Linked DNA regions of Muntiacus reevesi: region 1 is linked to region 2. A link is a contact called in public Hi-C data. All regions are on one chromosome and are shown on one strand. Each heading gives the region's core, a stretch centred on a gene start, on an enhancer-like site or on the middle of the called end of the contact. The rest is flanking DNA. Distances are from core to core; before and after follow the strand shown. Region 1 holds the start of UBP1 (upstream binding protein 1). Region 2 holds the start of GLB1 (galactosidase beta 1).

What was found. Hi-C and Micro-C count contacts between places; a contact is called where the count stands out from the background.
Region 1: a Hi-C map of muscle shows a contact between it and region 2, with 2.4 times the contacts expected there. The contact joins the promoter of UBP1 here to the promoter of GLB1 in region 2. A contact is called at or near these places in 2 of 3 Hi-C or Micro-C datasets (blood and muscle).

What each region holds. Positions count from the first base shown.
Region 1 is chr4:67,620,390-67,627,137 of mMunRee1.1, forward strand. It overlaps UBP1 (upstream binding protein 1), which reads right to left and starts at 1,557. Exons shown (of 17, transcript XM_065932932.1): 1 at 1,489-1,557; 2 at 902-1,093. The coding sequence starts at 1,014.
Region 2 is chr4:67,345,230-67,351,696 of mMunRee1.1, forward strand. It overlaps GLB1 (galactosidase beta 1), which reads right to left and starts at 4,807. Exons shown (of 16, transcript XM_065932930.1): 1 at 4,659-4,807. The coding sequence starts at 4,730. It overlaps TMPPE (transmembrane protein with metallophosphoesterase domain), which reads right to left and starts at 4,478. Exons shown (of 2, transcript XM_065932942.1): 1 at 4,364-4,478; 2 at 1-2,572. The coding sequence starts at 2,464. The coding sequence ends at 1,130.

The DNA.
Region 1 (6,748 bases), core at 307-2,806, 270 kb after region 2:
CCTAGAGCTGCAGTGAGAAATTGGACAGCACTTTCAAGACACCAGGCGTTAAAGACCATCTATGGAAAATCTCACTTAATTCGCACCAAGGAAAAGCTTGCCTAACCACTGAAATCTACACTTCAATCGGATGAATGTATAGTATGCACACTGTTTTTCCATAAAAAGTGCTACAAAATAAAAACAGAGCTACCAAACTGGTAGGAAAAAAACAAGCGAATTTTCTTCAGGATCAAGGCAAGAGGCTAAGCTCAGATGTGTTTCATACCTCTCAAAATTAAACTAAACGAACGGCTGCTTGTACAGAGAGCAGAGACTAAACAAACTCTTGTTTTTGTGGTGTAATCAGTGCATCCTCAAGCCTTGTTCAAAAGGAAACAGCCTCGGAGGGTATTACCCCTCAATGAAAAAAAAACCTCACTTTGAGACAATAAAAAACAACAGAACCTAAGTTAAAGTGCTATTTCTCCCATGCAGATACTTCCAGTTATGATATACTTACTATGGGAATAACAAGAGATTAAAATTTGTAACCAGGAAAGACCACAATGTAGAACAGAGTAGGAACTGATACCAAAACCTTGGAGAGTGTTTCCCAACACAAGCCCTACCATTTCGCACACCTTATTCCAGTTATAAGTGGCTTGTAAATCATTTGCCAAGGCGAGGCAGCCCCTTCCCCCAACTCGAGTCATTCTAACAGCGGGGCGTATTTTACAGCAAAACTGTAGCCCTCAGGAGCGGCCCGCGGGGCCGAAGCCTGCGGGGCCGCCCTCCGTCGCCCGCCACCGCGGTGGGCAGAGGCCCGCGGGGCTCCATGGCGCGGGCAGAGGCCCAGGGTCGTGCAGGCCCTTCCCAAGGAGACGGAGGCTTCCGCCCGCCCGCCCCCGGGCACTGGTACCTCATGCTGTAGGCGCCGGCGCCCAGCTCCTGCCCGATGCCCGAGAGGCTGGCGTCGAAGTCGTGCACCAGCCCGGACTCTATCACCTCGTCCATCTTGAGCACCCAGGCCATCTTCCGGCCTCGCCGCCGCCCGGCGCGCGGCGCGGTCTCCGCGAGCGGGGCGCAGGGGCCGGAGCTCCGCGGGCGCGTCCTGAGGGAGGGCGCGGGTGAAGCCTCCGGCGGAGCGGCGAGTGGTCACCAGCAGCGGCCCGGGCGGCGGCCGGGATGAGAACAGCCGGGGCCGCGCGGGCAGGGCACGGCGAGCCCGGCGAGCAGCTGCAGCGGGAGCGGCCGGGCCGCCGGCAGCGCCTCCCTCCCGCGGGCGCCGGCCCCGCGCCTCATGCCGCCGCCGCCGCCCACCCCCTGCGCCGCTAGCGCTAGCGCCGCCGCTGCCGCCGCCCGCCCCGCCCCGAGGCCCCCGGTCGCATCCTCCCCGGGAACGCGCGGGAGCCGGAGCGCGGCCCGCCCGTCACCCTACCACCGGCCTCGACCCCCCGGCCCTCGGCCCGCCCGCCCCGGCTCGAGCGCCCCGCCGCCCCGGCCCACCCCGCCGACGCCGCACCGCCGGCCCGAAGGCTGGTTTCTACGAGGCTCCGACTCGAGCTCGCTCGCCGCTTCCGCCTCCCGCGGCCCCGCCCCGGCCGCGGCCCCGCCCCCGCGCTCGCCCCGGGCCAGGCCCGCCCCGCACCGCCCGGGGTTTCGGGGCACTCCCGACACTTAGCTGTGAGGGAAGCGTGGGGCAGAGTCGTGCGGCCCCGCCCACACGGCAGGTTCCCAGCCTCCGCGGCCTGGCGGCCTCCCTGCACGCCAGCCCGGGAAGAGGCGGAGCCAAAGGGCCGCCCGTTTCCGCAAATCCCGAAAGGCAGGCTGATTGACAGGCGACCTGAACAATAATGGCAAGCGCCTGATCGAGGCTCCCGTGAGTCCCCGTGCCTCTCTACTAAACCACCAATCAAAATCTTCTTCCTCTTGGGCGGGTTCTAGGACTGAATTTGCTGCCAAAAGAGAGAATTTATTGGGCCGTACTGGAGGAAGCCGCCCTAAACCCCACTTCTGGAGGTGTTTTGATCTCATGTGGTCTTTGTGGGTAGTTTCTGGGTTTTGCCCACTCTATAGATGGCGAAATGGGTTAGGCGTCTTAGCCATTAGCGGACTATTGGCTGTTCAACTCCCTCTCTGGGGGCTGAACGACCCGTTAGGCAGAAAGTCTTGACTGACGTGAGTGCAAGCCAATCAATGCTCCCGAGAAAGGGCTCCGGAAAGTTATCTCGACTACTAACTACCCTGAGCAGTTTGGCGAGCTTGAGTTAAAGGAGGAGTTCGGTCTCAGGCTGTTATGCTGTTGTTACTGTTTATGGCTCTGGAGTTCACTGGTCATAGGGGTATTCCCATCCAGGGTCTTTCCTGTCGAGTCAAGGATACCCATATTCATGTCTATTGCTGATGCTGACTGTGGACCCGGACCTCAGTTGGGCTGTTGAAATACCTACATGTGGACTTTCCGTGTGGTCTTGACATCCATACAGCTCGGCAGCTGGAATCCAAAGGCAAGTTCCAAAAGACAAGTAGAAGTTACTGGTGTTTTAGGACAAAGATTCTTTGCTTGAGCGAACTTGAGTCAGGCTCCCAATCTTCTCCTGTCCTATCTGTAAAATTCAGGTCTAGCAGGAAGGAGTCATTTTAGGAACTCTTTATTTCTGTATCTGATCAGATTCCTTAGTCTCCACCATCACCTAGGTAATATCTGATCACTCTTGCCTGCCTTCAACAAGAAATCTATTAGGTGGGTTCAACCAGAAACCCCCTTACCTTTTATGTTTCCTCTTAGCAATTTTCCATCCGCTGACCTCTGCCCTCCTCCTTGGCTTTAAATTCCCATTTAGAGAATTTGCTGTATGTGGGTTGAGCTCAGTCTCCTTGGGCTTTCCAGGTGGCGCTAGTGGTAAAGAATCCATCTGCCAATGCAGGAGAAGCATGAGGTGCAGTTTCAATCCTTGAGTTGGGAAGATCCCCTAGAGTAGGAAATGGCACCCCACTGCCTGGAAAATTCCATGGGCAGAGGAGCCTGGTGGGATACTCCTTGCACTGAAGAGTCAGACATGACTGAGCACACACGTCTCAAGATGGCTGTCACAGCTCTAGATATTACATCTATTTTGGGGCTTCCCAGGTGACTCAGATGGTAAAGACTCTCCCTGTAATGTACAAGACCCAAGTTCAATCCCTGGGTTGGGAAGATCCCTCGGAGAAAGGAATGGCTACCCACTCCAGTATTCTTGCCTGGTGAATTCCATGGACAGAGGAGCCTGGCGGGCTACAGTCCATGGGGTTGCAAAGAGTTGGACACAACTGACTGACTAACACTTTGATTTCAGTCCTGTTGAGCCCAGTCTCCCCAACTGCAAAATTCCTTTGCCGTGGTCCCTGTACCTATAATCATGGTCCGTCCATCTTTAACAATTATCATCGGTTTTTTTCCCCTTAACACTTAAGGCCTGGGACCAGAAACTGATACAGAATCTTTATTCTACATTGTATTCTATTAGTCAAGCAGCCACAGAATCAGATTGATGGGCGGAGAGTTAAATCATTTGAGGATCATGTCTTAAAACTTCCAGAATCACCCTCTGACCACAAATGTTTTGCATTCTTTCCACATGCAGCATAAACTCGTCTTCTCCCCAGGCCCATGTGAAGTTCTCATTCCACTACAGCATTAAGTTCCAAAATCTTGTGAGGTCCTGGAGCAGATGAGGCTCTTGGATGTAGTTTCTTGGGTGTAATTCAAGTGGTTCCTCTCCATTTGAAGTTCTGTGAATTAAAAAGACAGCAGATCTGCACCAATCACTACCACAATGATGAGAGATGCACAGGAGACTGCCTCTATAGGCATTTCCCTTCTAAAAGGACAGCAATAAAAGGCACACAGTAGTTACTAGTCCATAAAAATTCTGAAGTCTAACTGGGTAAATACTGTTGGTTCCTTGATTAGGATTCTGTCAACTTCCTGGGAATACTCAGTGGCTCTTTTCTCCACCTACTGGGCTCTTGGCTGCACCTTCTGAGTTGTCCTTCCAGTTCCATAAAAAGTAGCCCATGTTTACAGCTAACTCGTTTTCTCAGCTGCTTCCTGTCCATAGTTCTGCAGGTCTGAAGACCTCTCTTCACATTGTACTGTCCCTGTCCCTTCCAATCTAAGCTGATACAATTCATTTTTAAACTTTGTAGGTCTTTTGAATCAATTTATAACCTACTCCAATAAGCAAAAACTGCACCAACACATTGTGGGGGGAGGTGCAGCTTAATTGTATTGTTCTGGTTCAGTTTCTTATAAAGTCACAGTCATGACGTTCAGGCTGCAGTCGTGAAGGCTTAACCAGGCAAGAGGGTCCACATCCAGAAACCTCAGTGACTCAATGTTTGGGACCACAAGGCTGCTTGTTGTTGAGTCACCTAGTAGTGTCTGACCCTTTGAGACCCTACGGACTGCAGCGCACCTGGCCTCCCTGTCCCTCACCATCTTCCGGAGTTTGCCCAAGTTCATGTTCAATGGATCAGTGATGCCATCCAGCCATCTTATCCTCTGATGCCTTCTTCTGCTCTCCATCTTTCCCAGCATCAGGGACTTTTCCAGAGAGTTGTCTGTTTACATCAGATGACCAAAATACTGGAGCTTCAGCTTCAGCATCAGTCAATATTCAGAGTTGATCTCTCTTATGATTGACTGCTTTGATCTCCTTGCTGTCTAAGGGACTTTCAGGAGTCTTCTCCAGCACCGCAGTTTGCAGGCATTAATTCTTTGGTGTTCTGCTTTCTTTATGGTCCAGCTCTCACAAACATACATGACCATATGTTGGGAAGACCATAACCTTGACTATACAGACTTTTGTTGGCAGAGTAATGTCTCTACTTTTCAGTACACTGTCTAGGTTTGTCATCACCTTCCTGCCAAGAAGCAATTGTCTTCTGATTTCATGGCTGCAGTCACCACCCACAGTGATTTTGGAGCCCAAGAAGAGGAAATCTGTCACTACTTCCATCTTTTCCCCTTCTGTTTGCCATGCAGTAATGGGGCTGGATGACATGATCTTAGTTTTTGAATATTTAGTCTTAAGCCAGCTCTTTCACTGTCCTCCTTCACCCTCATCATGAAGAGGCTCTTTAGTTCCTCTTTGCTTTCTGCCATTAGAGTGGTATCACTGCAGATCTGAGGTTGTTGATGTTTCTCCTGCTTATCTTGATTCCAGCTTGTATCTCATCCAGCCTGGCATTTCTCACGTATAGGTTAAACAAGCAGGGTGACAGCAGACTCCTTTGCTGCTTGGGTGTCCTCAAAACATGCCACTGGCCCCTCCTGAGAGAGCTAATTCTTAGATATGTTGATAAGGAGTCCGGGGCCCTCAAGGAGGAAAGGGTCCAGGGCTCTCGTGGAGGGGAAAGGGGTCTAGGGCTCTCAAGGAGAAAGAGACAAAACCATCTTTTGAAGGGACGAATGTCAAAGAGTTGGTAGATGTATTTTTAACCAGAAGAGTCACATTCATCATTATCGCTTAATAGGTTTTTGAAGGCACTAAAATAGAAGAATTAGATCAGAAATTCAAGGTATAAAAATGGAAAGAAGGAGGTTAAAATTATCACTGTTTATAGACTATCTGCTCATATATCTGAAAATGTCATGGGAAGAGAGTAAAAATTTAATAACATGGTAGCATCTAGGAACCAACTTACAAAGTATAAAGAACTGTGTGAGCAAAGATTTTTAATTCTGATAAACACAAATGTACATTGAAAACTGAAAACACCACAGGTGTGTCCAGTCACTCAGCAGTGTCTGACTCTGCGACCCCATGGATTGTAGCCCACTAGCTCCTCTGTCCATGGGATTTTCCCAACAAGAATACTGGAGTGTGCTGCCATGCCCTCCTCCAGCGGATTTTCTGGACCCAGGGATTGAACCTGCGTCTCCTACATTGGCACTTTACCACTAAGGCACCTGGGAATCTAAAAATACTGCATCCAGTATTATAATGGTAGTTCTCCCTAAGCTAACAGTAAACTTAATATGATTGCAATAGAAATAGTAACAAATATTTAACTGGACAAGCTGATTCTAAGATTAATATGGGAAAATAAATAAGCAAAAATAGCCCCCCAGATTTGAAAAAGTCAAAATATTTATAAACCTAAATATTTAAAAGAGTGTGCATTGGTGAATGAATGGATAGATAAGAGAATGAAAAATCTAGAAACAGATCAATATGCATATGGAAACTGTGCAATAAAAACTGGCATCTCAAACAGTGGAAGAAAATGAAACATTCAGTAAATGATATGGGAATCAAGTTAACCATCTGAAAAACATACCAAAATAAATTCTAAGTGGCTTCATTTTGTTTTTTTCCAAAAAGATTGGAAAGGATGGAAAGCAAAATCATAAAACAATAGAAGTAAATATGAGAACATAAAAATTTTAGATATTCAGAGAGGACAAGGCTTTTTTAATTATTACTCAAAATCTAGAAATTTTAAGAGGTGGATAATATTTGACAACCTAAAAATTATACTTTTCTTCCTAACGACCACTGCCATAAGCAAATTCAAAGGAGAACAGGAAAAAAAAAAAAGAACAGGAAAATACTATTTAGGACTTAGATCACGGACAAAAAGTTTTATTTCCCTAATACATAAAGTTTCTATAAATAGATTAAACAAAGTACTGTGAAAATGGCCTTTATACACTACAACTCCAAAGAATACACAAATTGGGAGTAAGTCTTTAGGATATACCCATATAGAAACTTTCATT
Region 2 (6,467 bases), core at 3,557-6,056:
CCCGGGGTGGAGGGTGTGGTCTTCAGTTTCCTGGCTGTCCCTCCCATGCACCAGTTGCCCTGCACTGAAACTGTCTAACCCCCTTCCAGGGCCGGCCCACGTAGTGATGATGAACTGAAATCAGCCTCAAGGAGAGCACTTGGAAAGGACATCAGGTTCCAGGCCCTTCTCGATACTGTTACTTGTGTTTGAATCCCATTCTCACCTGTAAGGATTCAGGCAGTGGGAAGAACACTTCTGTTGGGAGGCAGAAACCTGGTTCTCAGCCCAGAATCTCCCACAAACTTTGAGTGTTGCCAGTGCCCTAACTTCCCTTTGCCTTCGTTTCCTCATCGCTCAGCAAGGGCAAGTTGCCTGTCCCTAATCACTCCATCCGAGTGTTGTAATACAAATGGAGTCAAGGTTGGCAAACACCCTCTGAATTCTAGGCAGCAGCACCATGACCTTCATCTTGCAGTGCTCACATCCCTCCACTCCACCCCCAATCCCAAAGGTCCAGCAGCCAGTTAGAGAGCATCAATCAGGGCCCAGAGGAACAGGAGGGACCCTGTATTCCAGATGGTTTGGCTGGTACTCTCAGTAAAGGTGACTCTGATAGAACCAAGAGGGAAAAGTAAACCTTCTTTCCAGCAGCCAGAGGGGCCTCCATCTTGCCTGTTCTCCCAGATTACCTAGCCCCACTGCCCCTTCCCCAGAAAGCTCAGGATCACTGATTTCTGGAAATTGCTTAGGCTCAAAAGAAGATTTTTAGAACACCAAGAGTCCCTTCCCTGTTCCACTTGCCAGAGGCATCGCTATTCAGCAACCCCTGTTTTCAGGACATCCTTGTGAGTTCTGCAGAGAAGGGCTTACTCCACATCTTTTGGAAAATAGATGCCCGTCCTTACACATGTTACTTGAGTGGCCTCACAAATGCGTATGAAAAAGCAGGTGGTCATCTGCAGAGTTAACCTCCCTGGACTTGCCAGGCAGCCTCAGCAGAGATCACGGGGCCAGCCAGTCTTGTGACAAGTGTGGGTTGGCAGGGGCGGCTAGAGGGGGTAGATGGGTGGCCTGCCCTGCAGAGGGATGGGGACAGAGGACAAGGGCATCGAGGAGGCAGGTGCGCGGGGGGCAGGCAGGGGTGGGGTCAGGGGGCAGGCCGCAGGATGAGCTGAGTAATTTCTGCCCTGCTGCCCAGACGCATGGGTATCCCATAATAGGCCGTGCCTGGGCTCACATATACAAATGTAGACTCGGCCACCTGGTAGAGACCAGCAAAGAAGGGGTTCAGGAGATAGGCTGCCACATTCAAGGGGAAGATCTGCCCAGCATGCGTGTGCCCAGAAAGGATCAGGTTAATATCTGGCCGGGCCTGGAGGGCTCTCTTGGCAGCCAGGGGCTGGTGAGCTAGCAAGATGGTGGGGTGATCCGGGCTGCAGCCCTCCAGGGCCTTCTCCAGGTCCATGCCATGGCCAGTGTAGTGCAGGATGTTGGCTTCAATGTCGTCCACCCCAGCCAGGCAGATCCAGTCGTCATCCTCACTGTGGGCCCCGGTGGCAGAAATCCTCACGTTCTCATTGTGGAGGGGCTGGACGTTCAGGGACATCAGCAGTGCAAACCAGTTGCTGACATCTGACGTGTAGTACTCGTGATTGCCTGTGACGAAGTAGGTGCCCAGGCGTGAACGCAGCTGGCCCAGAGGAGCCACAGCCGTGCGCAGGACAGAGGCTTCGGAATCACACAGGTCGCCCACGATCACCGTGACATCCGGCTCCAGCGTGTTCACCATCCTTACAAACATGTCCATCTTGGTCCTGCCCACCGTGGGGCCCAGGTGGATGTCCGAGAGAAGCACGATCTTGAGGGTGTTCATGGAGGGGTGCAGCCGATGCATGGGCACCTCCACAGTGGTCACCGCTGGGGGCTGGGCGGCGTTCAGCAGCCCCACCACGCTGAGCACCGTGGTCACCACCACCACCAGTGCCGGCCGGAGGGCCAGCTTCCTGGTCTTGTCAAGGCTGCCCACCGCCCTGCCGGCACGCCAGGCCAGGAGCTGGTAGGCCTGCTCCATGCCGCTGAGGACACAGAGGAAGCAGAGCATGATGACATACGCCCCAAGGCAGGTGTAGGCAACCAGGGAAAAGAGATAGGGCTCCTCGGCCACTAGAAAGATCATGGTGAAGAAGCTGGAATGCGCCAGGGCCAGGAAGGCCGCGACGATCATCTTCCAGAGCTGGAAGCAGGCTGACTCTGCAGCCGGGGAATGCCTGAGATTGCTGATGGTGCTACGCCAGATGTAGATGGAGCCGAGGAGCATGAGCGAGTTGGCAAACAGGGCGAGCTGCAGGCGGAACAGGCATCGCCAGGCCCTGAACTCCAGGCTCTCCGCCAGGTAGGACCGGGAGACAACCATGGACACGAAGACAGTGCCGGCAGCCAGGGCGGCCTTTGCGCCCAGGGACAGCTGCCTGAAGATCGCCATTGCCTCTGCTCCTAAGCGGACACCCGCCAGCTCTGTGCGTGCGAGCTCTGGAAGGTGAGTTCCTTAGATAGGACAGTGGCCAAGGACAGGTTTCCAGGTCAGCTCCGCCTGCAACCAGGAACCGGCGTCAGCTTTGTGATATGAGAGCTTTCTTGTCCCCTGTCAAAACCTGAAGGCCACTTACATCTGCCCAACCAGCCTTGAATCCAAGCCACTCAAGTACCAGTCAGTTGCTAGACTTTATTAGTGAACTACAAACACACCCGATTGTAACAGGTTGGGCAGTTTCACTCTCTTACAGTTTTCTGAGTGTTTCAAGTATTTCCACAACATGTATATGAACTTTTATAATAAGAAAAACATTATTCTAAATCAGCGGTTCTCAAAGTGTGGTCCAGGGAGACCCTCTGGCTGTTGGCGTTGGGGGGAAACGGGTGGGGGGTGTCCACTGACTGTTTTCAAAAACAGTACTAAGCCATAACCATTCTCTCATGAGTGTACAGTGGTTTCCAGAGGTTACATGACATGTGATATGGCAAAACTGAATGCAGAAGTAGCTACGAGCATTCAACAGTCGTCTATTAAGACAGACATGAATGGATCCATGTATATGTACGGCTGAGTCCCTTGACTATTCACCTGAAACTACCATAACACTGTTAATCAGCTATACCTCAATACAAAATAAAAAGTCAAGTTTGAAAAAAACAAAGTCTAATCTCTAAAAACAAAAAAGACATGAAAGAGATTTACAAAAATGTACAATGTCACTTTGTGCCCTAAAAACTGGAGAGAACAACTTACTTTTTAAAAATATATATTGTTTATTAACATATAGTTTTAAATGGTCTAACTCCTAAGACAGTTACAGTTTGAGAACCGCTGTTCTAAAGTGTAAACCAGGAAGCCATGGAAAGCTAGTCTGCTGGTATTTTTTTTAGCTGTAGGCCAAGGAGGGGAACTGAGGCAACTGACATAAAGATTCCTGGGGTGGAGCCAGTCTCCTGGTTGGTTCTCCTAGCTGGCTGGCTCCCAGACAAAAAAAAAACTGTGCAAGGGAACTACAGACCTGGATAGACAAAGGTTAGCAAATATTCATTTGAGGTGACCTTTTCCCATTAAGACCCCAAACGAAAATATTTTCAGCAGTTGCTTTCCAAGTAAGATTCTCAATCTTGCTTTTAGATAAATGTAGGCCTTTTTTTCTTGTTTCTGTTCTAGGCACTTTATTAAAAAGCCTCTTATCAGAAGGTGTAATTTGCAAGTCAAGTTCACCAGCTTCTACTTATAAAACAAGCCCCAGACTCAGCCCACCGGAACTCTGGAGGAACCAAAATTAGTTCCCGTAAAGTGCAGAGAGAAAGGCGCCCGTTTCAGGTCCCCGCTCTCATCTCCCAGCTCAGATCTCCCCACCCCCACCTTTCCAAAGCCAGGATGCTGACCTGCACAGGAGCGACCCCGAGTTCCCTCGGTCCCTACCTTAGCTCTGCCGGGCGGACTGAGGCTGTCCTCTCGCAGTTGTGCACGACTCCCCCCCTTCCCCGCCCCCTCCCCAGCACACACCTCGCCCGGCCAGACCTCCCTCTAGCAGCGCTGGCGGCCACCTGCAGCCTGCCCCTTGCCCACCGTCAAACGCTGAAGCTTTGAAAAATCCAAGTTTTAAAAGTAGGCGGAGGGAAGTGGCGACACGGGCAAGAGACGTCCTCAAAGAGAACACCCCGAAGGTAATTAATCCAATGTTCCCATTGCCGGGGCCTCTCTTGACCCCACTATTCTCCTTCCGGAGCGCACCGCAGAGCGCAGGCAAGCGAGGCGCGCCAAGCCCGAGCCTCCGGCGCCCTCCAAGAACGCGCACAGCTCAGAATCCCACTCCCGGAAACCCGCAAAGCTGGAAAGCACCTCATCTCAGCCCTTGGTTGCACCGATAAGGAAGTGGCTCTCGGCGACAGAGGCGGCAGGAGCGGAACTCACGAGCGACAGAGCTGCTGGTAAGGACGCGCGCCCCGCCCCGCCCGGCCCCGACGGGAAGGCCGGCCCACTGCCTGAGCTTCCCCGGGAGCCGGGCGGGCCCGGGCGTGCCTCGGGGTCCCAGGACCTCCGCCCTGCGGGGCCCCAGGTGGCCGCAGCCCCAGCCCGGTTCCCCGCCAGCCTTCCCCCGATTCATCATTTGTGCGCGGGGGTCCTGTGGACTTACGTGCAAACCATGCGCAGAGCCCAGCAGCAGCGGCACCAGCTGCAGGGCGAGGAGGCGAACGACCCCCGGCATGTCCACTCTCGGGCCTCTCGGCTCCGCAGTCAGCCCGGGCAGCCGGTCGGCGTCACTTGACCGAGGACCGGGGCCTGGCCCCGCCCCGCGCCGGCCCCGCCCCGCGCCCCGCCCCGGCCCGCCGCCGCAGCCGCGGAGCCCGGAGCCGGGGCAGGCGAGTGCCTGGGGCCACGCGCGGCCGCGTGACTCCAGGGCAGTGTTATCTGACCCCGGCCGGCCTCCGCCGGAGGGAGGAACCTTTTGCAAAGACACTCAGGAGTACTCGCTGTCAGCAGCTTGATAACGCACCTCGGGTTTGGACCTTAACAAGGGTCTCCTTGCTTCCCGGCTCCCTGGACACGACAGAAACGGGCCAGATAGACCTAAGTGGACTAGATGGATCCTCAGCCCTTCATAGGGGCAGTCTGGAAAACATCCAGGGGTCCGCCAAGTGTGGTCCCTGAACCAGTCTTCTATCTGGTACGTGTTAGAATTGGAAGGAACAAGGCCTCGCCCAAGAAACCCTAGGGATAGGGTCCAGAAATCTATTTTTACAACCCTCCAGGTCATTCTGACAGCACGCAAAGCTTGAGAACCATTATTCCAGGTTACTGATACATTAAAAGGTGTGGTTCAACTGTGGCAAAATCTTCAGGAATGCCTACCCTCAAGGCACCCGGGTCTGCGGAATTTTTATTTCATGCTGGATTTTGAGAGATAAGAGTACCAACGGCTCCCATCTTTCAGTTTTGCTTTTAAGCCACTCAACATCCCTGTAATGCAAACAGGTCTGTCAAGTAGAATAAAATATCTAGTATGATCTCTTTTTTACACTTGGGGAAAGGGAGACTCTACTGTGAGTTAACCAGTCCAGGACTGCTGGTTACCCCTAGATCTGAACCTGAACTTGTCTTTTCCTACCTGGTTGCCAAAACTCTCTGCAAATCCCCCCTTTGCATTGCTGCACTTTAATCAACTTTAATCAAAACTGAGTCTCAGAGGAAGGCGGGTTTAGGGAAATCGCTTTCAAATGTATGTATACATATTTTCCAGCTTTATTGAATTACGTTAACATTCTACTGTTGTGGAATCCGGAATCACGGAAACACACCTCAAAGGACACAAGACAATGTGAAGTGCCATTTATTATGCCAGCAGGTCCAAGGGGAATCAGTTCCCAACAAGGACCTTGATGTTTCCCAGAGGCCCAGTTTTATAATGCTCCCCACCCCCACCCCCACCACGGGAGTGGTTACAAGTTAGCAACCTCTTTGTTGTGTATGACTGAGTTTTACAACAAGTAGGTGCTAGAAGAACAAACAATTAAGGTTAAAGGGGGGGAACAATGATTATACATCAATGGGGGATATCTCCATGGTTAATCTAACAGGGGCAGCCTGAGTCAACTACAGTCTTCCTTTGCCATCTGTAGGGAGGAAAGTCTCCAGGGGACCTGGTTTTCATTAGCAATGGTTTTCTCATTCTTGGGCAGGATTCAGGCCCAGTTTACATCCTGTCTTTAAGATGGATGACAGGCTTCAAGGTGGAGTCTCTCCTGCTTTCCTCACACTGGCCCCAACACTACAAAATGCACTCATGTTAAATATATTCACTTGCTGATGGTTTAGTCGCTAAGTTGTGTCCGACTCTTTGTGACTGCAGGGACTGTAGTCCACCAGGCTTCTCTGTCCTTGGGATTTCCCAGGCAAGGAACCTGGACTAGGTTGCCATTTTCCTGCTCCAGGGAATCTTCCCCAC